Regions from separate parts of the Rattus norvegicus genome. Here region 2 is linked to region 1. A link is a contact called in public Hi-C data. All regions are on one chromosome and are shown on one strand. The core of a region is the stretch at or near the end of the contact, and the rest is flanking DNA. Distances in the headings are between cores, read along the strand shown.

Region 1 (6,603 bases), core at 4,097-6,596:
GAGTGGTCAGGGTGATGCTATGGGTGTGACCCTAGCCTGTCTTCCCATATCCAGGGGACCTCAGGTTGAGGCACCAATTGTAGATTCTGATTCTTATTGGTTTATTTTCCCTGCTGTCAAAGGGCCCTAGGTCTCTGCCTAACCATCAGCCTAAGGCTGTTGTGGAGCTGAGCCAAGATGAGTCTAGTCCTGCCCTGGGCTGGTGCCTACTCACACATGCAGAATGTGCCTGTGCACAGCTATATGTGCATCGCTGTTACTTATATGTATAACTGACATAGGTACCTGAGGTCTGCGGAAATCGCTGTGAGACGATGTGGCAGTTCCTTAGATGCAAGCTTTTCAGATTTAGCAAACATTTGGGGTGTGTTTGTAGTAAAAAAAAAAAAGTATTTGGTGTGCATGTGTGTTCTTGACCTAGGGTCTCACTACATAGCTCTGGCTGACCTGGAACTTACTATGGCAACGGACTGGCCTCAAATTCACGCAGAGAGCCTCCTGCCTCTGGAGAGCTGATGATGAAGGTATGAGCACAACACCCAGTATGGGGTGTTGTCTGAAGTTCACACTTCACTAGGCACCTGGCAACTTCACTCTGACGGTGTGTGTAATCATATATGTACATGTCCTTGTGCCAAGCTGGCCACTTTTTGTGACTGAAATGATATGCATCTATGTGGGACTCAGACAGGACAGCGAGTGACTATATATGGCTGTGGCAGTGTCACCACGAATGAGGATGTGGGTGACCTTAAGGGCTCCCTCAGGGCAGTTTTGGGCTGTTTGCTCTGCAGGGCTCCAGACCCACCCTGAGTAAACACTTAGATCCGGACCTTGTGGTGCTTGGATAAGGCTCCTGTAATCGCTGTAATAGGACGCGGCCCTCTCAAGTCCCAGTCCACCTTGGAGGCCTGAGAGTATTTTGACCTGAAGGCCTAGGTGTGGAACTACCTCTGCACTCTTTCCTAGTGATGTCACACAAGTCACTGCTTGGTCTTCTAGAACAGTGAGCTCGGGGCACACTGTGTTGCCGTAGACAACTTCTCGGCATTTACTCCATCCTTAGCAGCAGACAGGGTTACCCCAGGAGGAAGGTGGGGAAAAGGGGCCCGTGGGGGTAATTTATCATCCAAAGACCTCCGTCTGTCTGTCTGTCTGTCTGTCTAGATGGTGAGTAGGGGTGGGCACTCAAGACTTGAGTATGCTGAGCACCAGTCACTCATCTCTGTGATCCTTTGGAGACTGAGGTGGGACTGACTCAACTTCTAAGCCAGCCTGCTAGATTACAGAGCTAGACCATTACAGACGTAAACCACATCTCACAAACACAAAGGCAAAGTGGCAGACACTGTGCGAGCACGTGTCTCTGTGAGTGTGTGTGTGTGTGTGTGTGTAGGGTTTTGTTAACGTAATGACCTGGCAAGTTGTCAAGCTTCCCACAAGTAGAGAAGATGGCATGTAATAGGAATAGGGGCTATTTCAGACCAGGAGAACTGGGGTTTTTTTTTTCTTCTTCGTTTTGTGTAGCCTGGGCTAGCTTCAAATTCCCTATGTAGGTAAGGATGACTTTGAACTCCTCCTGAAACTCCTGCCTCTGCCTTGACAGTGCTAGGATTACAGACAATCCACCATACCCAGTTTCTGGGTTTTTATTTCCAATTCTCCTGATCTCTAGGCCGTGGTGTCTCCCCTTGTCAGGGTGGGTCCAGAGGAGATCAGTCCTTAGAACTGTTGCAGGGAGTTGCTGGCATTAGGGAGGAATTAGCGGGGTAGTTCCTGGCAGGTTCTGCACGACCGAGACTGACCCCTGCACCCATTGTCTGGTATAAATCTCGGTGAGCTCTGCTTCCCCTCTATTCTAAGAGCCACAGTGCTGAGGAGCTGAAAGTCTCCTCAAGCACTGGTCTTCTTTATGAGGGTGCAAGTGAGAGCCAGGATTGCTCAATGTCTGCCCTGAGCCTTGAGTCCTCACCTTCCCTGAGCTCCGCTTGCTGATTACCCCTCATATAAACTCGAATCTCTGCAGCCCGTGGCACTTTCTCAGTGCTAATATTTTGGAGCTGGGAGCCATGAAAATGTCAGCCCAGCCTCTGGTGGACTTTCAGAGGTAGCACACACACATTCTGGGCAGACTCTCGTTCTAGATAACTGACCAGACACAGCAGTGTCTTTCTTTGCCAGCCGTTGCACTGTGTAATCTTACACCAGAATCTAACTACATCATGATATTTCTCTAATCTTTTTCTTAAATCAGACAATGAGTTTGGACAATGAGTTCTCTGTTCTACCCTTCCTCTGGTTGGGTTGTAGTTCTGGTTACTGATCTAAGGGTGAAAGGCATGTATACCCAAGCCCAAAGCCTTCGTTGTTGTCATTCTCAGAGGTTATTGTTCCAGATGAGGAAACAGGTGTGTGTGGGGATCTACTTCAAGTCACAGAACTAAAAAATGGTATTGTTTGGATTTGAACCCGGGTCCATAGCCAGGCAGTAGGAAGCAGCCGTGGCTGGGTCCTAGGATTGGTGTCCAGACCCCAAGCTTGTTCCTTATCTGCTTGGCTCACTCCTCTTGTCTCTCTTGCTCAGGGATGTGGTGCAACGGGATTTGGGACCACTTTCATGTTCACAAGGCTGTCAGGAGCCTCAGAACCAGGGACACCTAAATTCATGAGATGGGGGTCCAGCGTGGGCACATCAATGTGCAGGAGGAAGTGACATCCTTCTGCTCATCCTCCAGCAGGTCACCTGCTATTTTTGATCCTCAAGACCCAAAAGATTTATTCTTAATCTGGGTTATGTGAGTGATGGCTTGGCTCCTGTTATCTGTTCCTCACTAGCTGGCTGTTTTCCCCTCAGACTGGCACCTTAGGGCTAGGGAGGTCCTGTCAGTTTGCCTTCACAGCCACTTCCTGCTCTCTCACCCCAGCCTTATCTCTCCACCACACTGGACTGGAAGGTGGGCATGAGAGGTTTAGTATCCTGTTGCCTGATATCTGCCAAGATTTGTGCTATCAGGGCCCCCAAAGCCATCAGGCCACAGCTGCTATCTCTACCTCGTGGCTAGTCCCTGAAGATCCAGCTCACAAAGCAGTCCTTGGCTTTTCTAAAGTCCCTTTGGGCCTCCTGCCAGCTTGGGAGTGTTGGTATGACAAACACACTGAGGCTTGGGGAAGGTGGACATGGGCAAAGGAGGTTCAGAGAGTTAGTGCCTGGGGCCTCTCAAGCCCAAAGCCACCTACTCATTCCCAGACACTTCTAAAGAGGGTGAGTTTAGAGGGCGTGCGTGTGATTAGCTGACGCTTCCTCCCACACCGCTTCCTCCCACACCGATGGGAGGCCTGGGTATCTAAGGTCAATTGCACAGGCTGATGGGGACCTGCGGTTTTGTTTTGTTTTAGACTTACTTTGTAGAACACCCTTCAGGGCAACTTGCCATCATGGCTATGTGTTTACACTGATTTATTTCTTATTTGTGGTACTAATGATTAAATCTAGGGCTCTACCACAAAGTTACAGCCTCAGCCTTTAAAAAAAAAAACAACAGAAACAAAGCAAAACAAACAACAAAAACAAAAACAAAAACAAAAAAACGATTGCAGGTCTTACTTTGTTGCCTGTGCTGGTTTTGAACTCAATATGTAGCCCAGGGAAAGCCTTAAACTTTGAATCTTCCTCCTCCGTCTCCTGAGTAGCTGGGGTTATAGGCCTGCGCTACCACAGGCAGCTTCCTGCTCATTTTAAAATTGGGCGCGATTTACAAACATCTCAGAGCCCTGAGCACTTCAGGAAAAAAAAATACACATCTATTTGTGAACCTGCTGCAGTGCTGAGTCCGCGGTTTTCTCTTAACACCTGTAAGAAAAGAAATCTACACGGTGAAGATAGGAGGTGACGAGAGCCCAGGGAGAGAATGCAGAGGGCACAGAAAGAAGCCCTGGGTGGCAGAGGCTTGGTACTTTGGCTCTCACTCTGGCACTACTAAGTCAATGGTGGTCACTTATTGTTCCTTCTCTCCAGAGGAGCATATCAAAAGTCTTCTGTGGCCCAGGACCAGTGACCAGACTGTCATGCTCATACTGGCCTGGTCCTTGCTCTTGCATTGAGTAGATGAAACAGAGCTGGCACAACGGGTCAGGGCTTCCAGTATGGAAAAGTAGGCAGAGGAGTTAGCGAACAGATCTTAAATCAGGCTACAGAGTAGGGCTCTGGGCCACTCTATTCTGTTGAGGGGTGGCGGTGGCCGGGGAGGGGGTGGGGTGGGGCTCCAGCATTCTGGGGCCCTGTGCTTTTGAGTACTAGTGTTACCCTACGGGATGTGTGTGTACATGGGTGAGAGCTAAAGAGGGGTGCATTTGGAAGCTATCAAATAGCAATGTGAGAGGGTGCTGGTTCAGGACCCCTCTCTGGCCCGCGTGAGACTGAAGTGGAAATTTTGCCAAATGCTGGCCAGCCTGTGAACCTTGAGCCTTTTAAGTTGGATCAACTTCCGGCTGGGTTTGCACACCCTAGTGGGAATTGAGTTGGGTGTGTGGAGGAGGCTCGTTATGCTCTTGGTTGATGGAGCTTGCAAGCTGTGGACATCTCTAAGTTAGTTACTGAGGATCTGTCATCCCTATCCCTGCTAGTTAGGCTCTCAATTGTCATGGCTGTGTGTGCCCACCCTTGAATCTCTGAAGTGGTGTGTGTGTGTGTGTGTGTGTGTGTGTGTGTGTGTGTGTGAACAAACTGTTGCAGAAGTGTGTACCTACCTGCAAGGGTGGGAGCGAGGAGTAGAGAAGGAGCTCCCAGTTAACTTCCAGAATCCCTCTTGGCACCTCAACCTTACTCTGAGAGCCCAGGCTACTTTGCCTTTTGGCTACATCGCTACTGCTCACTGGTCCCGGGTCTTCTGCTAGTCTACAGCTCCTCCCGGACTTTGCCCCTTCTCCGGGGCTTACGGGGGCGGGCGCTAGGACCCGGCGGGGCGGGGCGGGGCTCGGTGCTCCCGCAGCTCTTACCTCCGCAGCCTGGAAAATACCAAGCGAGGCGAGCGGAGCCCGGGAGCCCGGAGCCTAGCGGGAGGGAGGAGGGCGGAGGGGGCGCGCGGGGCGGGGGGCGCGGAGCGGGGCGGGGCCGGCGGCAGGACCCACTGCTCCTCCCCCCAGGGCCCCCGCGCGGCCCCCGGTCGCCCGGGCAGCGGAGGCAGCGGCGCCGGCGGAAGAGCTCGCACCCCGGCCCCGGCCCGCCCCGGCAGAGAAGCCCGTACAGGTGAGACTTGGCCACCACGCCCCGCCCCCACCATGGCCCCGCGCAGCTTGCTGCCGAGTTAGTTGTGCGAGTCCGGCCAGCACCGCGCGGGGACTCCGTGCCAGACCCGCACCTGCGATCCCCAGAGTCCCGCCCGGCTCTCGCGGGCTCCTGCACCCGCTACGCAGCAACCCTACTGCCGCTCCAGGGAAGTATGAGGTCGCTCCTTGTGGGAGGGTGGTGACTGTCCTGTGCCGGTGCACAACCGCCTGGGGCCAGTACCTGCCCTTCTAAAGCTGTCCGCTGGTCCGGGACCCCGGCTAGCCCCACCCGCGCCCCTAGCGCACTGACTCTGGTCCCCAAACCGGTCTTGCAGGTCCCAGGAAGGTGGCGTCAGCATCTGCAGCCGCGCCGACGTTGTCTGAGCCTCCGCGGAGGACCCAGGAGAGTCGGACTAGGACCAGGGCCCCGGGCCTCCCCACGCTCTCTATGGAAAAGCCAGCTGCTTCAACAGAACCCCAAGGGCCTCGGCCCGCTTTGGGCCGTGAAAGTGTCCAGGTGCCCGATGACCAGGACTTCCGCAGTTTTCGGTCAGAGTGTGAGGCCGAGGTGGGCTGGAACCTGACCTACAGCAAGGCCGGTGTGTCTGTGTGGGTGCAGGCTGTGGAGATGGATCGAACTCTGCACAAGATCAAGGTAGGGTTGCTCTGTGGTACCTGCAGCCTCCACTCCTCCTGAACTGTCTCTCACAGGAGTCTCCTCGTCCGACTCAGACCAGGAGCCCATAGAGGGGTGCATGTGGGCGCAGTCTCCTAATATAAGCCAGGAGAAGGTATGGTCCCCCATTATACACATGGGCCATACCACTTATCTGGCTCACGGAACTCTTAACTAGGCATGCCAGTGTGTTTAGGAGATGGGTGATGGCCAGGCATACATAGGGGAATAGTGTTTCTCAGAGGTCTGTCTTTCAGAGTAGCGTCTGCTTGGACCCTTCGTTTGACTCCGTAGGTGGGTGAATGGCCCACGTCCTCTGTCACCCAGGGCTCTCTAGTCTGAGATGGGTCTTCTGCTCATCTCTCTGCACTCTTGTGTGCAGAGGATGAGATTCCTTCCTGCTTGGTTCCTCTAGTCTTCCCTGTCCCTGCCCTGTGGCTCAGTGAGGCTCCGTGTCTTCAGCAGGCCTTTAGGACTGTGGCTGGCAGCTCCTGATGGCTCTCTTGCCCTGAGCCATACTAGGGGTGAAGTTGGGGAAGCGGGGTCTTAGGGTCAAGGGAAAACAGCTCAGAAGGCAGATGAATGAATACTCACTAGCCCCTCACTGCCATTTCTCCTCCTCCCGGCCCCATGATTCTCTTCTCTCCGTCATGACAGGGCAG
Region 2 (6,964 bases), core at 1,660-4,159, 57 kb after region 1:
CCCAGCAGGGACAGCCAGGCCTCAGCCGAATCGGCATGAGTCAGCAGGAGGGACACGGGAAATTCTTGGCTGTGCCTCTCAGTGAAGCAGAGAACAAGAAGCACTGTAAAAAGCAAGTCAAGCCCCTGTCACTGTCCATTGAGCCCTATGTATAATTCCTATTTATGACTCCAAACGTCACGTGTCTTCCACGGGTCTTACCTCACCGTGTGTCTTCACATGAGTCTATCTTCAAAAACTCTACACCAGTCTGTATCTGCTGACATCACCCGGTCAATTGTCCCAAGTCTGTGGAAGCGGCAAGAAGCCACAGGATCCTCTGAGAAGATTTTTGGTGTCTTTCTTGGTGACAAATAGAGCTCAACAATGCTATGTAAGGTGGACGAGAATACGTGTCTGTGGTTAGCAAAGAATCCGTCATCACGCACCCTTTCACGTGCTTGCTTTAGCAGAACGTCCTTTCACCCGTGTCCGCTCCAGTGAAAGATTCCTTTACCTGTCTGTTTTAGCAAAATGTCTTTTTACCTGTGTCTGCTTCAGGAAAACACTCTTTTACATGTTTGCCCCAGCAAAGCACCATCTGACACAACTGACTTTCCAAAGAAACCCTTAAGTTTCCACTTCACCAGGCTGACCCTCTGGAGATGTTTTGGGAAGGGAGAGGCCTTCAGAAGAGGACAAGGGGAAGAATTCACCTGGGATAAGATTTTAGGGTATAGACCAAGGTGTAAGTAAATCAGGAAAAAAACAAGGATGGGGTTTCTGCCCTCTGCCCTCTGCCCTCTGCCCTCTGCCCTTGATGCCCTGTCTGACCTATCTGGGCCCTCTGTGGGTCTCCTGACACTTGTACCTGTTCAGGAAACCTTCAGGGTAAATAAAAATCATGCCCACAGCCCTGGGCCCCAGGATACAAGGCCCACTCTCAGAGCTACAGTCCGGACACAGGTACTTGGCTAGTGTATGGGGGGAGTCAAGGCCTCTAAATAAGACATCTGGCCCCTCAGTAGGAATGGGGTTGGGGCAAATTATAAAATGGTGTAATACTTGCAAGAAATCTGTATGCATTCTTCATGCTTTTTTGCCTTGTTTGTTTGTTTGTTTGTTTGTTTTTCTGTGCTTTAGGGTCGATCAAACTCAGGGCTGTGCATATGCTAGGCAAGCTCTTTCCCACTGGTCTGTGTTTCCAGCCCCATCTCTTGTACTACAAATCTTCTGGGCATTACTTACAGTGCCACATACACTGCGAATTGTCTGTAGATAACTACCATACCGGATTTGTCAGGGAATAGGGACAAGGAAAAGAAGCCTCATGTATTCAGGATAGATGTGGGTTTGCTGCACACTTTTGGATCTGCAGTTTGTTGACTCCTGGATGTGGAGCCACAGGTTGCAAAGAGACATCTTGATTTGCACAGTTTGGGGCCATTCCTTAGGGCAAAGTGGTGCCAGGCCTGGCGTCCTTTGTCCTGGGGATGAGGCCTCGATAGTCGTAGGCATCTGCGGTCCTCAGCTCATGGATAGACAAAGGCTTTAGGTTTTTTAAAAAATATGTATATGAGTACACTGTCGTTGTCTTCAGACATACCAGAAGAGGGCATCGTATGGTTGTGAACCATCTGGGAATTTGACTAGGAATTGAACTCAGGACCTCTGGAAAAGCACTCAGTGCTCTCTGAGCCATCTCTCCAGCCACTGGTTTTGTTTTGTTTTGTTTTTAATTTTTACTTTATGTGTATGGGTGTTTTGCCTGTCTGCATGTCTGTACACATGTGTAGGTACACATATGCACATTTGGCCAGCTGTCAGGGTGGTGCATATTTGTGTTGGTTCTACAGGTGGCCATGCTTGGTCCTAATAGGTACAGGGATCTGTACGGGTGACAGGTCAGTATATCCGGGTCCCCCGGGCTGAGTAGGCATATGCACAAGCCTGAGCGTATTGCTGCTGTGGGGCTGGCAGTGCCAGTTCGCATTGTTAATAGTGTGCAGATGCTGTTTGGGTAAGCAGATTGGCACGTTTAGTGTTTGTGTACTGTCAAGTGTGAGTCACTGTGCACATATGTGTGTGCATATGCTGCCAGGCACCATTAGAATGTCAGCTCTCCTAGGGCTGTGGGATCTTCGTCAGTGTTTCCTTTACTATTGAACGCCTGGCAAGCAGTACCTAATAGGCCCCTTTGACATGTCATGGAGAGGAAAGGCCAGTGATGCCAGGGGATTTCACACTGTGGGTGCTGAGCTTGGACGTCTTCAGATGATGTGAGCAGGCCTAGGTTCAGACTGGCCATAGAGCTCAGGGACCCTGAGCGCATCACTCCAAAGCCTTCTCCTTAATTCCTGTCATCCCATCTGTGGGGATGGTGACAAGCAAGAGGCTGATAGTCTTCTAGGCTACAGAAAAGCTGTAAGCAAACCAGAAAACAAGGAAAGATGGGGCTCCCTCCTTCCTGCCTGGTCAAACTGAGGGCTTTTAGAGGCAGGCTCACACACATCCTGAAGACCCCACTTTACCTCTGCATCTGTAACATTGACTATTTCAGCCCATGCCTATGAATTGGCTGCAGGGAAACTTGCCCAAAGCCACTCCACCCCAGAGAGGAAACCAGCATTCAGATCCTGCCTCCTGGCCCTGTCCACTCAGCTTCAGATGTCAGAGACAAAACCCTCAGGACTTGCTTCTCTGGATCACAGAGGGATTGTTTCTGATCAAGGGTCCCAGAGCCACTCCACACAGCCCCTTCCAACTCCCTGTGGGTCTCAGCTTCCTCCTCTGATACTCGGATACCTATAGGTATTTGAGGGAAAGGAAGTATTTGCCCAGAGTGGCCAGCCACTGTCAGGAGTCACACCTTGCAAGGTTTCCCTTCAGTGCCCCAGAATGCCTTGCCGCTCAGCCAATCCGTGGTCTTTCTGAAGACTGATCACCTGTTGCTGGGGCAGAAACTGTCCCTTCAGGGAGCCTATTTTGCAGCCTCTTTGGGCCTCTTTCAGGAGGTTAGGGTGGAGGATTCATATAAGGGCTAGCCAGAATCAGGGCTTCCTGGACTGGTACCCTGTGAGGCCTCAGGGGACCAGCTGACAGGGCTAATTGCCCCATTTTACTTTGGCTGGTGCTGGCGTGGCCTGAGGGGCGGGGAGGAAGTATCTGTCCCAGGGGATTATGGGTGACGTTTCTCTCTTTCTCTCTCAGTGTTTTCAGGAAGTGTGTTGGCCTAGGCTGAAGGGGGGCGGGGAGGGGGTAAGAGAGGCAGAGAGCAGGAAGCAAAGACCAGAGCTGGATACACACACACACACACACACACACACACACACACACACACACACACACACACTCACACACACTTATACACTCACGCAATCTCTTTCCCTCCCGGACAGACTTATGATTATATTCACACACACACACATTTACACACATTCAGAGACACTCCCCATAGGTATACATAGACATACCTGGGGCTCACATATCCAAGGGAACAGACCCAGACACAGCCAACAATAGGGGCTCTGGCCACAGGACCAGCCAGAGCCCACACAAGCTTCCACCGGCAGACACAGGGCACCCTGGCACATACTGCTCCACCTGGCTGGAGCCTTAGGCGTTCTCAGGCCCAAGACAGGATTCAGCAGGCCTCTGAGGGTGAGTGAGGGGCAGCCCTGGCTAGGGTGTTGGGCAGGTGGGAGGGTTGGAGGATGAGTCACTCTTTGTGTGACTGTCACTTTCTGAGCTGCTTTTCCAGGATGCTGTGCTTTCCCTTGGTTTGCTCAGACAGTTCCAGGACCGTTTCTCGGCTTCTCCTGTTTTTTTTTTTTTTGTTTGTTTGTTTGTTTTGTTCTGCTCTTTTCTAACACTGTCCCCCTTCTCCTTCCTTCTCTCTGTTGTCTCCACATCAGCCTTTCCTAGTGATCCTAAATGCCTGTTTTCTGAGCCTTTGTCAGACCTGCCCCACAGACTGTTGTTGGGGTGAGTGTGTGTGTGTGTGTGTGTGTGTGTGTGTGTGTGTGTGTGTGTGTGTCCATGTGCATTTGTGTTTGTGTAGGAGGGTCCTCTGCTCCTTGCTCTCTTCTGGCATTCATTCCCACTTTCCTGCACCATAAGGCAATTCCCTTGGCTCCCCAAGGGAATTTAGGCTAGTGTGTTAAGTTCAAGAATGCTATGTGTCTAAATTCCCATACCCCCAGCCCAAGGTGACAGGGACCTACCTAAAGAGGGCTGGCATTTCATTTGTATGGTTCCTCCCGTGGTGTCTGGGTGATTGGTGGGTGCATGCTGAGTGTGAGGTTGCCCTCCCCTCCTTCCAGTTATCAGGAATCCCTAATGAACCCAGCACCCCTTGGGTCACTGGGAACATATTATGGCCTCTACTTTGGACTGGTCACCAGAAGTGTGGGGGAGGGGTCATGGATCTGTCTGAAAGCTCGCCATGGGCTGACCTGCTCTTCTTGTCCTCAGGGAGACAGTAGAGTCAGACCCAGGAAATACACAGAGCAGATGCTACCTGCCTCTTGCCCACCACAACAGGATTGGTCTGTGGGGCTCAGGTCTTGGAGTGGTATGGAGGCCCACCAGGCTGTTAACTAGAGGGTGAAATCCACATTTGGGTGGATTTCCTGGAGGGTGAAGTGAGTTTTAAGCAAAAGGGGGATCCATGGTTTGGGGTCATTTTATGTAAAACGTTCTGGCAGAAGCCAGGCCCACAGTAGTGCCTAGGAAGGGGAGCCCCTGGCCCAGGAAGAAGTGTCAAGTGGCATGCAGGCTGCAGACCTCTGTTCCTACAAAGGAGGCCTGATAAGAGCTTTGTGTACTGTGGCCTGGGCAGAAGTGAGTAGGACAGAGCCAGGGTGTGCAGCAGCCCATGGTGGAGGAGGAAGGACAGAAGTGACATGGGGGAAGTGAGGAGTGCAGGACCCAGCTGTTGAGGAGGAAGTGGGCAGCTGGGAAAGTTTGCCACTGGAAGGGGGCATCAGGAAAGGCCAGAGTCCCCAGGTCACTGGGCCTGGCCTCGTCTTGCAGCTGTGCTGGTGAAAGTCCTAGGATTGGCCTGGGTCCTTCTAAGGTCCCTGGAACATTTTAGGGGGAAAGTTCTGACTCTGGGGTAAAATGTGCTCTGGGTCCTTTGTCCTTTGAAGTCATTGCAGTGAAACAAACATCGAAGGAAGGATGTAGCGTGCAGAATGATTGGAAATACGGAGGTAGTCTGGAGAGGCGGCTCAGTTGTGAGAAGCACTGGCTGCTCTTCCAGAGGACCTGGGTTCGATTCCTAGAGCCTACATAGTGGCTCACTACACTTATAACTTCAGTTCTGGGGCATCTGATTCTTCTGACATCTGTGGGCATCTGCATGCAGGTGTTGCACTTACGTGCACACTTACGCTTGAAATATAAATAAATCTTAAAGATAGAGAAGTAGTATAGAGGGTGGGGGAGTCCCAAAGAAGCCCCTAAGAAGCCTGAGGCATGATGGAAAGTCCGCAGTAGAGGAAGAGGAGGTGGGATATATGTCTCAGGGAAGAGTACGAGTTAGGCTAGACAGGGACAAGTGTCTGCGGTGAAAGGAATGCTTTATACAAAGGTTTTGAAGGATATGGTTATAGACTGCCGCTTGGGACTGCAGTTAGCTCAGAAGTTAAGAATTCATACTGCTCTTGCAGAGGACCTGAGTTCGGTTCACAGGACCCACATTGGGTAGTTCACAACCACCTGGAACTCCAGCTCCAGGGTATCCTCTGGCCTCTGCCCTCATGTGCATATACCTATACAGACATGTACACACATACGGAATGTTTATAGACTGCAGACTGGCCTCAGATTCACAGAGATCTCCCTCCCTCTGCTCCCTGAGTGCTGGGATTAAAGATGTGCACCACCATACCCGGCCTCGGATTAGCTTTTTGTAGAGTGCTAGAAAGTGAATGGATAAGGAATAGGGAGTTAGTCCAAAGTCTGCTTGACCTGCAGGCTGTCCCTCTCTGCAGCCCTCCTGCCCTCAAAGTGAGCCTTGGCTTCTCTGGCTGGAGGTGGATATAGATGCAAGCATTAGGGAGGAGCCCAGGGCGTTTGCAGGACGAGAAGGCTGTAATGCAGCTTGTGGCCTAACCTGTGAGGCTGTGACTCCTTTGGCTACAACCCAGGTAAGAAACCGTGCTGCCACACGTGAGAGCAGTGTGAGAGAGCCTGCTAGTTGGTCAGAGGGGAAACTGAGGCTCAGAGGTGCTGACTGAGCTCTGGGGCTCAAACCCAGACCTATCTGCCCTCAAACTGGAGCAGCCGCATGTCACTGTGTCTAGGACAAGCTGTTTGCATCTGTTGTCCTGTAATGGACATTGGCCGAGCCTTAAGTTTCTGGTTCACACCATTAGAGACGGGGTCACTCTAGCCTTACCCATTTAGACTTAGGATCCTCATATGTCTCCCAGCCCTGGGTACAGGTCTTAGGGTATTTCCTCTAATCTGAAAGGTCAGACTTCTGGAGCTAAGGGCTCAGGCTGAGGTGGGTCACCCCTGTCCCTGGTGTCCAGTCCTATTGTGAATGGCATAATAATTAGAATAGATGTTCCATATGTCCCTTGGCTAGAGAAGGGCCTGGAGGACAGTAGAGCTGGGGGTAAGCGTGAGGAGGGTTTTTTGTTTGTTTGTTTGTTTGTTTGTTTTTGTCTTTCTATGGCCCACGGGGCTACATTTTGAGGTACTGGTGTGCTTCCCTGGGTTGGTGGAAATCAAAGGAGTCAGAGCAGGGTGAGCATAGGGATGATTCACCAGAATTCGGGCATGGGACTGTTATAAAGGGCAGATACCCAGGAGCTGCTCCAGGGGTGCTCCCTTCCTCCTGGGGTGCTCCCCACTCCCCTGGGGATTTCCCACAGGCTGTGCCTTTCTGACCTCACTTCTCCTTTCCTAGCCCTGACTCAGCAGTACTAGATGCCCTACGTTAGGCAGTTTGGTTGTCGTGGAAGTTTCTTGCCAC

The links. A called contact is a pair of places that touch in the nucleus more often than the background predicts.
Region 2: a contact with region 1 is called in a Hi-C map of liver, with 2.5 times the contacts expected there. The contact joins the enhancer-like site here to the promoter of Stard10 in region 1. A contact is called at or near these places in 6 of 12 Hi-C or Micro-C datasets (Schwann cells, frontal cortex, kidney and 2 more).

Annotation. Positions count from the first base shown.
Region 1 is chr1:165,129,391-165,135,993 of GRCr8, forward strand. It overlaps Stard10 (StAR-related lipid transfer domain containing 10), which reads left to right and starts at 5,347. Exons shown (of 7, transcript NM_001013069.1): 1 at 5,347-5,443; 2 at 5,601-5,920. The coding sequence starts at 5,714.
Region 2 is chr1:165,188,717-165,195,680 of GRCr8, forward strand. The region is part of intron 3 of Arap1 (ArfGAP with RhoGAP domain, ankyrin repeat and PH domain 1); the gene reads left to right. Among named protein-coding and RNA genes, the nearest start is that of Arap1, 31 kb to the left of the region's middle. Within about 2 kb of position 2,910, at least 70 of the 93 cell types and tissues checked have an H3K27ac peak or open chromatin away from gene starts, as enhancers often do. A contact at or near this core is called in kidney and liver, where this site is marked.